Linked DNA regions of Mus musculus: region 1 is linked to region 2. A link is a contact called in public Hi-C data. All regions are on one chromosome and are shown on one strand. The core of a region is the stretch at or near the end of the contact, and the rest is flanking DNA. Distances in the headings are between cores, read along the strand shown.

Region 1 (5,348 bases), core at 841-3,340, 34 kb before region 2:
GGAGATTTAGGAGTTTCTTTTCATTGGTTCATCTAAACTGTGGCTCCTTGGAGATAAGATCTCCACGACAGCCCAGGCACTGCCTGGAATTCCCATTAATCAAAGTCTGGGTACAAATGCAGACTAGTCAGCTCCCAGGGGAACTCACGGATCTTGCAGGATGGCGGGATTTTTTTTTGTGTGTGTGGTTTTGCGGAGGTTGTTGTTGTTGTTGTTTTTGGATCTTTTGTTTGTTTTTTGTTTTTTTCTCGTCCAATTTGCTTCCACTGAGCTGCTCCATTTTTCACCCAGCCCCTTCTCCTCTTTCATTTCTTTCCTTTTTATTTTTCAAATTTTAACGACCCATCCAATGAATTTCACTGAGACTGTTTACAGGAGGAATCATGGTTCCTTCATGAGAGTTACAACACTGAAGAACCCCTCCCCCCACTCAACTGTTAACTGCGTGTCAATCCTTAGGGAGGGGAGAGGATTTCTCACTGTGGATAAAAGAGAAATAATTACTTTGAAATGTCACGTTTACATACTTTACGTCGGGAGCTCTGGAGTTTAGTTGAGACCTGCTCGCAGAGCAACCTGGAGCTCTTAGTGGGTAGGGACAGGACAGGCGCCTCTCCTAACAGTTTCAGGTTGGGAGTGACAAGATTGAAAACAAATTTCTCCCAGAAGAGTTTTCACACTTTGCTAAATAAAACAGCTGCTGAGACTGGGAGGGAACGGCGGACGGGGGTTGGGGGTGGGTGGTGGGTGGTGGTGGTGGTGGCGGCGAGGGTGGTAGGGGGCGCAGAGTGGGGGAGCATTCCCAAATAGTTTCGGAGGATCAAGTGCTTAACTCTCTTCTAGGGTGGGCGGGGAGGGGGTTTTGGAGTGTCTCCTGTTTGAAGCTTTCAGGAGGCAAAAGGAAACAGATACTCTAAGGAAAAGGAGGTTCTCTCCTTGAAACCCAGCTATATTCCAGAGAGGGTGTGAAAAAAAAAAATCGCTTCACCGTAAATTTATCACCAGCCTCAGGTAAGATCGAAGCGTCATGTTCACCGTTCTACCTGCTGACCTCTCCACCTCTGTGAGCAAAAGGTTCCATCACTCATTTGTCATCAGATCGTGTGTGTGTGTGTGTGCGTGTGCGCGTGTGCGTGTGCGCGTGCGTGAGAGAGAGAGAGAGAGCATGCACATGCGCGCGCATGCATGCCTGCATGTGTGCATGTATGTGTGTTAACTTTCTTGCTTGCATTTATATGTATATCGGTGCTGAGGGATTTGAATTTGGGTTCTCATGCTTCATCAGAGCGCACTTTACCCACTAAGTCCTGAGCAGCCAACCCCATGAGATTTTTCTTGAGTAGAATGGCATTCATATAAGGCTGGAAATAGCATTGATTATCTGAGCCTGGTCATTGGGACTGCTATGAATTTGAAATAAACACATTCTTTGAAGTAACCTTTTGTTTACATTAGGCTCCAGGCTTACCACACTCCTAAATCGCTCAGTAAGTTGTTCTTTTTCTTTTCTTCTTGAGGCAGGCTCACATAGGCCAGATGTTGCAGACATTTGTTGGAGTGTAACCCCCTAGTTTATGCTGCCCGGGGAGCTCTTTTAGGTACTGAAAAAGTAGCTGTGGCAGTGAGAGACAAAAACAGTCAAGACAACAGTATGTAAGGCGTACTTGGAACCCGCGGGTGAGGACTGATGTCCCTGCTGGTCCTTCACCAGGCAGCAGCGGGAGAGAGGATGCCCGACCCTCTCTTTGCAGCAGCTTCCTCGGTTTCCATCGGCTCCAGAAAGCCGGCCACAGGTGGAGGGCTGGAGGGTTCTCCGCTCAGTCCATCCAATTGGTGCGCCTGGTGCCCGATGCCGCTGAGGAAACAGCCCTCAGCGCGGGTGTCCTCCCGCTGCTCGTGGGTCCCAGTGGGAGCCACCCCGCACCTCCGGGATGTGCGGTTCGGGAGGATCGTGTGCAATGACCAGCGGCCGCTGCGGGGCGCTGTAGCCCTGCGGACAGCCGGGTGGGGCGTGGCCCGAGGGGCGTGGCGTGGAGTATGGGGCGGGGCCGGCGGGGCCCTCAGGCATCCAGGCCACGCGCGGTGGAGCGTGGGGCGAGCGGCTGCGGGCAAGGAGCGCAGCGGCCCGCGAGCTCCGTGCGGAGCGGCCGGCCGGCGCGGGAGCGAAAGGTACTGGGCATAGTCGCCGGCTCCTGCGAGTGCTAGTAATCCTCCAGGAGCGCTCATGGGGACACTGGGAGGGGGCGTCGCTGGCAGGGGCGCGCTCCTTAGTGGCCGTCTGGCTCCGGGCGCTCTCGACGTCGCGCGTGTGGGGAAGTGCTTGCCCTGCAAACTCTTCCGCAGCCCAGGGCAAGGGCAGTTCCCACGGTCGTTTGGAGCACGGCTGGTCCCGCGGGGCCTTAGGGCCTTGTGCGCCGCCTTTCGGGCTCAGGATTCTCTTACTTGCCTAGGGCATTGAAATGTATCGCTTCCTGTAGATTTGGGGAGCTGGAGAGAAGGGGGATCATTATGGCTGATCCAAAAGGAGTTGTACTTTGTGAAGCTGGCCAAGAACGTTTCCCCCGAAGTGCATTGAGAGAATTCACGTGGTGGTAAGGTGTGTGTGTGTGTTTACCACTTTGATGGCATGAGACTGAGTTGTGAAACCACCAGTTAGGTGTGCGACTGGAAAACCCACGTCTTCAAGCCTTAATAGTTAGAGCTGTGAACTGAAAGCATCATACATAACCTTGAAGTTGACATCAGGCTTTATGGCGGGCATCGTTCCTGTGAGGCGAGGCTCTTGGCTGGTGGTAGCCATGTGTATTAAATTGATACTGATTGAATGTAATGGAAAGAACTTGGACAGTGACCAATCACACCCAGGTGCGAGGTTGTCCCAAGTGTTCAGATTGATACTGACTAACGGTTTCTCATCTTTAAAATATCTGTTACGTGAGTAGTTGGGATAATTAACTTCCTTTGTTACCCTGATTGTATACTTAGCATATGGTGAGTAAGTTTTGTTTTGTTTTATCCTGAGAATACAATGGCCAGAGGATGGCTCATCTGGCAGACTCTTGCCACCAGACAATTGGAGTTTGATTCGCAGAAGGTGTGACAAGGTGGAACTGACTCTCTCACCAGTCGTGGTGTCCTCTGACCTCTTCATGGGCTGAGGTTCATACACACACACACAACATAAATAAACTAGGAATTCATATTACAATTAGGAGGGGTTTCTGCCCTCTCAGCTTGAGGGAAGGAGCAGTCTGAGAAAAAAAATGAGGGAAAATTGGACACCAGACAACAGTTAGTTATAAATTGTTGAGAAGTCTAACCAAAGCTGATTTTTAAAATCAAAACCATCACAATAAAAATGCTAGCCCAAGGGGCTGGAGAGATGGCTCAGCAGTTAAGAGCATTGGCATCTCTTCCAGGGGACCCAGGGCCAGTTCTCAGCACCCACGTGGCAGCCCACAACTTCACAAATATCTGCAACTCCAGTTCTAGTGAACCCAACACCCTCACACAGCCATGCATGCAAAACACCAATGCACATCAGCTAGAATAAATAAATTATAAAAATGCCAGGCTGGGGGTCCATGCCTGTAATTCCAGCCCTCTGGAGGCTGAGGCAGGGTCATTAGTTTGAGGCTAGCCTGGGATACACAGCAAAATTCTGCCCTCAAAACAAAACACCCAGCCTTGTTTGTTAACTCCTTGTTTGACCTTGGTAGCTAGGACCAAATGTTAACCTTCGCATTCTCCTTAGCCCATCCGTGTTTCCAAAGCCGATATCTTCCATATGAAAGCCCAATAGCTTGTGCTATAACTCAGCTTAGCAACGTGGCACACAGCTAATTCCCAAAGTCCTCTGCTCCACCCAGACAGATTCTGGTGCCTTCTGTGAACTCTTGCTCAGAGAGATGGAATACAAGAATAGCTAGCAGGCACAAGTACCCCATTACCCAGCCGAGGAACCCTTCAGTTACCATCCCCACCCCTATCAAATCACTGCTCTGCGTGTCGTCTTAATTCCCCCTTTGCTTCACATTTCCACAACAATTTAGAGCATTCTCGAGTTAAAAGCAGGATATCAAGAGGAAAGCGGAAGCCAGGGAAAGCTTACAGTTTGAGCGGGAGACCGTGGTTTCCCTGTGGTGGACTCGGGCGTGTTCAGTCTGTGTAGAGAACTGTGTCTTCCCCTCACTTAGAGGCTTTAATTTTAAAAGCTTGCTTGAGTCCCTAAGAATTTGGAAAACAGTAATTTGTGACCCTGTGTCTCAGGGAAAAGGTTTTGTTTTTTTTTTTTAAATACAGCTCTCAAGAGAACATTGTTAGGGCTCTGAAGGGTGAAACGCCGAGTGTTCTTTCCCAATGGCTTTACCCCACAACTCTTTGTTCCTTAGTGTGTTCTGTCTGTCACTGTTATTTCTTCAGGATAAACACAGCTCTCCTTCAGTGGTTCCTTTTTTCTTTTCTTTTCCATGAGACAGGGTGTCTGTGTGTACCCAACACACAGAGATCCTCCTGCCTCTGTCAGAGTCCCTTCAGTGACGGTTGAACAGCAAGCTCTGAAGTCTCACCTGAAGGAAAGCCTCCTGGAGAGGCCCTGGGGTCTTTGCTGTGTAAGGGAGCTAGCTTGTCCTGGTATTCTTAGGTGTAGGTAGGAGTGGGTAGGTGAAAACAACTAGGTAGGTATTTAGCTTCCACTTGAAAAAGTGATGTGTGTAAAAGTTCTATTTATTTAATTAAAAAAATTTTTTGAGATTTTTATTTTAAATAAAATAATATTTGATTTTTTTGGGGGGGTGTTTTGCCTTTGTGTAAATCTGTGCACCGTGTGTGTGTGTGTGTGTGTGTGTGTGTGTGTGTGTGTGTGTGTTTGCAGTGCCCATGGAGATCAGGAGACTGGAGTTAGCAGGTTGTGAGCAAGTGGCCGCTCTTCCTTTGAAAGAGCAGAGAATACTCTAACCCCGAGCCATCTTTGCAGTGCTGTATTTATTTATGTACGGGCAGGGTGTTGCTATGTAACTCTGCTGGCCTCAGATTCATGGCAGTCCTCCCTCCCTACTGTGTCTGAATGACAAATGGGGGGAGGGGGGCATCTGCTTGCCTGGCTCCTGGTATGTTTAAGTAGCCAGTCACTAGCAGTCACTAGCCTGTGCCTGTCCTGTGTCTCCTCAGGACACCACCCCTCTCATTTCCTGTCCACAGCAATTTTTCCATAACAGCCAGCTCTGGAAATCCAGCTATTGTAGGTACAGATTGGGAGTCCCGTGCTGTGTTCCCTATCCCCCACCCCCAACCCCACTACGGTTTCTCTTTGTAGTCTGGCTGTCCTAGAACTTGATCAGTAGACCAGG
Region 2 (5,381 bases), core at 1,295-3,794:
CAAGACAGGGTTTCTCTGTGTAGCCCTGGCTGTCCTGGAACTCACTTTATAGACCAGGCTGACCTTGAACTCAGAAATCTGCTTGCCTCTGCCTCCCAAGTGCTGGGATTAAAGGTGTGCGCCACCACACCCGGCTGCTATCTTCTTATTATGTTTGAATTGAATACTTGAGTTTTCTCAAGAACACTGGCTTTCCAAGTTGCCCATGATCCACTGTGAGAAATAGCTTTTACACAGTGGGAGCATTATATATATACATGTGTTGACACAAAGTAAACGGATGTTTTCCAGTGTGCAGAGCAATGCTGGTGTGTTCTGTTTCACCATTCCATTCTTGAAAATGCTGTGTGTTACCTATTAGCTTATTTCAATGGCTTACAAGTGATCCACTACCCACAGCTTGGATGGCGCCTACTCTACTTGCGACGGTGGGTTGGCTGATAGGCCTGCCGGGGACCTGTAGCCCTTCCCTTTCACCATGGGGCATATTGCCTTCTCCCCCGTGCTGGGTCCAGAGCAGACTGTACATGCTCAGCGCACACCTCTAGAGAGGTTTGAGTGCTTTGGAGCTGAACAGTGCTGAAACAGCGCTAAGCCCCTTGGGTTAGCTGTCTGGGTATTCGAACAACTTTGCTGTAGAACATTAGTCCTTCTCTGGGCTGGCTGCTGCAGCTGACAGCTCTGTCTAAGAGGAGGGTTTAAGTGAAGATGGTAATTCAGTCTGAATGCCCCTGAATAAAGCCTTTGTCTTTGCTCTCCACGGAGCAGAAGGGAGTGCCATTCAGGAAGCCATTTGCTTATGATTGATACTGCTATAGACAGTGAGTGTCTGTCTGACTTTCCCACTCTGTGAGTCCTGAAGGACCCAGAGAGGTTTAAGTTAGACTGCTTACTGCATCACCTGTGCCTAAAATGTTACCCTCAGGAGTTTGTTATTTTGCATCTCCCTGGTATGTGGTCTTCCAGAGTGTTCTCTGTCAGCAGAATATGCCGTATGGTTCCTGTGCGTGCTACAGATCAATCCGCATTTTATCCGACAAACATCTGACATTGCGCCCCTTATTATCTATATGTGTGTGTTCAGGCTGGGTGTACAGATGGATAAGAGCAGATCTTGCTTTTGCCGTGCTCAGGTGACAGTGGGGAAGACGGGCACCAAAGACCATTGTGACACAGAGTGCTGGCTCGAGGGGGAGGTGGCAGCCTAGAGATCAGACCCTAAGAAGGTACAAGGAGCTCAGCCTTGCAGTGCATATTGTGCCTGTGAGCAGACAGAAGCCAGCTGCTGGAGTTCAGAACACAAGGCCAGGTGGGCTTCTTGGGACAGATTTCATTTGCCTGCTGTTCTCCACAGATGTCTGTGTCTAACCAACAAGCCTCGCTCCTTCATCTGTGGGAAGGGACTTTGTATATGTTATTCAGGTAAGGATCATGGAATGAGGATGTGGTCTGGATTGTGTGAACACTAAATCCCATGAAAAGTGTCCTCTAAAAAGAGGCGGTGGTGGGGGTGGGGGCTTTGACACATGTTGTAGAAGTGGAAGCCATGTGGCTAGGAATGCTGGCCCTGCAGGTTGAAGAGTGCTGGGGTACTCTTAGCATGGAGTGGGAGCAGGGCCTGCTGACATCTTGCTTTCAGAGTTCTGCACTCCAGAATGGGAGAGAAGAAATTTCTGTTGATGTAAGCCACTGAATTTGGGCTAATTTCTCATGCAGAACCTTGGAAATCTATACAGCCCGGTCCTCCATGGGCAGGGAGGGCATGCACACGGGAGGGTGATGGAACTTAGCACAGTTGGCCCCAAATATCTTTAATTTTTTTAAAATTACATTTTCATGTATTTGCTTTCATTTCTGTGCTTTGCTGCACGTCAGACAACCAGCAGGAACCTGTTCTTGCCTTCCCCCATTGAGACGCTCTCCTTTCGGGTGACTATGGTTTACGAACTTAAAAAGTCCCACAGCCTTCCAAATTCAAATGCTTTTTACAAGTTGTCTTTATAAAAATATACACTCTTTTAAAATCCAAATTCTCTGTAAACCCTCACCCCAATTTTTTTTTAAAAGTTAAAAGTCTCGTAACTGTAAAATCAAAAATAAATTTCTTACTTCAAGTTGGAAGAACTAGGGCACGGTCACAATCTGAACAAAGTCAAACAACAAGACGTTATACCCAGCAGTGTAGCTAATGGACTGTCCAGTGTCTGGGCTCCTCCCAAGGGGCTTGGGTCGCTTATCTGGCTCCACCCTCTGCAGCACACACAGCTCATCTTCTCAGCTCAGGCAGGCTCCACTCCACCACTGCTGCTGTTCTCTCATAGTTATCCCATAGCACTGGCATCTCCAAAATGCTGGGGTTTTCCGCAGTTGGCCTGCACTTTCACCAATAGCCTCTCATAGTACCAAGCCTCAACTTCTCTGAATGACTCCTTTAATCCTGGACCTTCGACCTTCCCCAGTGGCCTCTCCTGGCCTCTCACAGTGCCAAGTATCAGCTGCTCTCCATGACCCTCTCATTCCTTCAAAACCAGTTCCACCTGGGTGAGGCTCACACTATCAGGTTTGGCTGTGAGTGTGAGGTGCATACAACCTTGGCTGCCTCTGGTACACAGCTTCTGTGTGCTGCCTCTGAAGAAACACTTCTCAGAAGATGTCACCTCAGTGATGCTGCTCTCCTCTTAATCACCAATAATTTCTCAGCTCTAGTGGACCAGCATTGAGTATCCCAGCAAAGCAAAGGTTTAACTTTAGCAGTTCTGGTATCTTGTTAACCATAGCTGATTCTTCAGCTAGCCAGAACTTCACACAGAAATCTTTGCTTCCCTCTGACACTTCTTCAAGCCAGGCCTCCGCCCTCACTGCTCTCTCTCAGCATTCTTAGCTTCCAGGCTCCTACAGCAGCTCACCGAGCTCTCAACACCCAGTGGTTCTCTAGCCCCAAGTTCCAGTGTCCTCCCACAAGCCTCCCCAAAACATGGCCAGGTCTGTCACAGCAATACCCCACTCCCACTATGCCGGTACCAACTTGTCTCAGGGTTTCTCTTGCTGAGATAAAACACCATGACCAAAAAGCAAGTTGGGGAGGAAAGGGTTTGTCTGGCTTACATTCATTCCACATTACAGTCCACCACTGAAGGAAGCCAGAATAATTCCTTACAGGGGGCATCTCTGGAGTGAAGGCATGGCCCTGGAGACACAGCGCTGGTAGGGAGGGGTGGCTGAGCTATGTAGCCTGTGCACAGAGTGTGTGAGGGAGTAGCAGGAGCGCGGCCTCCACAGAGCTGTCATGCATGACGCCGTGCCTTGGTGCTGGTGTGACTAACAGCTTGTTTATAAAGGATCACGTGACAGTCCATTGTTCCTGCCTCTTAGGTAACGGCTCTGAGCATCAGATCACCAAGTAAAGAACACATACCTTTTTTTTTTTTTTAATTTCCCACATGGCTGAAGTCTTTTGTGTATACAGAGACGGTATAAATGTGTCCTGATATTGGTCCCTGAAGAGATCTTCCCTGCAGGGACACTGTCATTATTCACTGAATACAATTCTGCGATGTGTACTTCCTGTTGGCTTTTCCTGCTCATTTCTTTGGAAGGTTGCTATGTTTAGTCATTCCTGTGAATCGAAGGGAAGACCTTTAAACCCCGGGGAGTAATGCATACTCCTCAACGAGGTACCAGCACATGCCTCTTTCAGAGATTCACACGTTCAGATTCTAGAGAATTCTCCCCTGTGGAGGAAGAAGACCATCTGTGTTCTGTAGTGAGCTGGGATGAGTGTACTGTGGAACCTAACTGGGTTGTGTTTCTTATTTATTTATTTTATTTATATGAGTACACTGTAGCTGTCTTCAGACACACCAGAAGGGGGTGGGGGAGTTCTGGCCCTCACCTCTTCAGTTTGTAGTAGCCACACATGTTTGTTGGCTTGAGGCCACGTCACTCTAGTCTCTGCCTCTGTTGGTACCTCTGTGTCCGTGTTCCCACACTCCTGTGGCACATCCCCCATCTCTTTTCCTTCATTTTAAAATTTTTGTTTGACTTTATATGTTTGGGTGTTTTGCCTGCATGTATGTTTGTACACCGTGTGCTTGCCTGGTGACCACAGAGGCTGGGAGAGGGTGCTAAAGCTCCCGGAGCTACAGAGTGTCATAAGTCACCGTGTTCTAGCAGTTATGGAGCTGGGGTTAGAACTGGCACCAACTCTGGTCCAGTGTGTGTGCTTGTGTGTATTTCCAGGCCCTCAGTAAGGATGGGAGGATGTCAGGAGACAGCAGTGGCCACCTAGGCCTTTTAGACATCTTACAAAGCCCCTTTCTCAGGTATAAAATGAAAAGGGTAGAGTTGCATTTCTCTAGCCTTAGGAACACTAAAGAGAGGGATTGACAACCCTTAAGTGCCTCCTCCCTTCCCTCTCCACTCTTTCCCTCCCTCCCTTCTGTCTACCCACCTGTCTGTACTAAGCAGTTTCATTTGTGATGTTATCTGAATGAATGACGGTACCTTCTGCAGGACTTGTGGAGTCATCTGTACGATAGCCTGCTGAGCTTATTCAGGGCTGTGAGGAGCTAAAGAGAATCAGAGCTGGGCCCTGTGGACAGCCAGTCGGCAGGACACTGGCTGATGTTACTGTGTAGCCAGAGCCAACCACGGTGTGACAGGATGGGTGGCATGTGTCTTTCCCTTCCTCTTTCTGGAACTTGCCCTGGGGAGTTTGAAATCCTATCGTTTGTCCAAGTGACAGCAAACAAATGTGTACTAAGTTTCAGTTTTGGAAAGTTTATGATGCATGCAGATAAGACGTTTGTCCCAGCAGAGGCTGGGGTTTATCGTTTGGTCAAGTGTTCACATATGGAGAATTTAGGATGTACTGCCTCTCTCCCGTTATACTCCCTGCCTCGGATGAGTTTTCAAGGTCCTACATTCCTTTTGATATAAAAGAGATTTTAGGTGGGTTTCTTCCCCCCACCCCCCCACCCCTCTTATTAGCTGGAAAATTTGCCTTCAGTGATCATTAGAGTGTTTAAAAACCAAACCAAAAAATTACTTCTAATTTAGAAGGCCTGCTATTATGACTCTGCCACCATTTTGGACTTCCCTCTGGAACTTATATATAAGCCCAAATAAACTCTTCCTTCTATAAGTTGCCTTGGTCACGGTATTTTATCTCAGGGGCAAAAAAAGTAACAAATACTCAGGAGGCTGAGAGATGAGAGCTGCAACTGTCAGCATGGACTGGAACATGTGTGTGGAAATGGCCCCCACAGGCTCACAGGGAGTAGCCCTATTTGGAGATGTGCCCCTTTTGGAGGGCGTGTGTCACACGTGGCAGGGTTTGAGATTTCAGATGCTCAAGCCAGGCCCAGTGTCAGTGTCCTGCG

What was found. A called contact is a pair of places that touch in the nucleus more often than the background predicts.
Region 1: a contact with region 2 is called in a Hi-C map of nephron progenitors, with 2.1 times the contacts expected there. The contact joins the promoter of Ankrd6 here to the enhancer-like site in region 2. A contact is called at or near these places in 1 of 39 promoter capture datasets (macrophages), 8 of 484 Hi-C or Micro-C datasets (the N1E-115 cell line, cortical neurons, embryonic stem cells and 3 more), 5 of 115 datasets of contacts at active chromatin or transcription factors (embryonic fibroblasts, embryonic midbrain and embryonic stem cells) and 3 of 9 other capture datasets (adipose tissue, liver and pancreatic islet).

Annotation. Positions count from the first base shown.
Region 1 is chr4:32,947,568-32,952,915 of GRCm38.p6, reverse strand. It overlaps Ankrd6 (ankyrin repeat domain 6), which reads left to right and starts at 2,090. Exons shown (of 16, transcript NM_001012451.1): 1 at 2,090-2,169.
Region 2 is chr4:32,914,049-32,919,429 of GRCm38.p6, reverse strand. All of the region lies in intron 1 of Ankrd6 (ankyrin repeat domain 6), which reads left to right. Among named protein-coding and RNA genes, the nearest start is that of Ankrd6, 34 kb to the left of the region's middle. Within about 2 kb of position 2,544, at least 82 of the 459 cell types and tissues checked have an H3K27ac peak or open chromatin away from gene starts, as enhancers often do. A contact at or near this core is called in nephron progenitors, where this site is marked.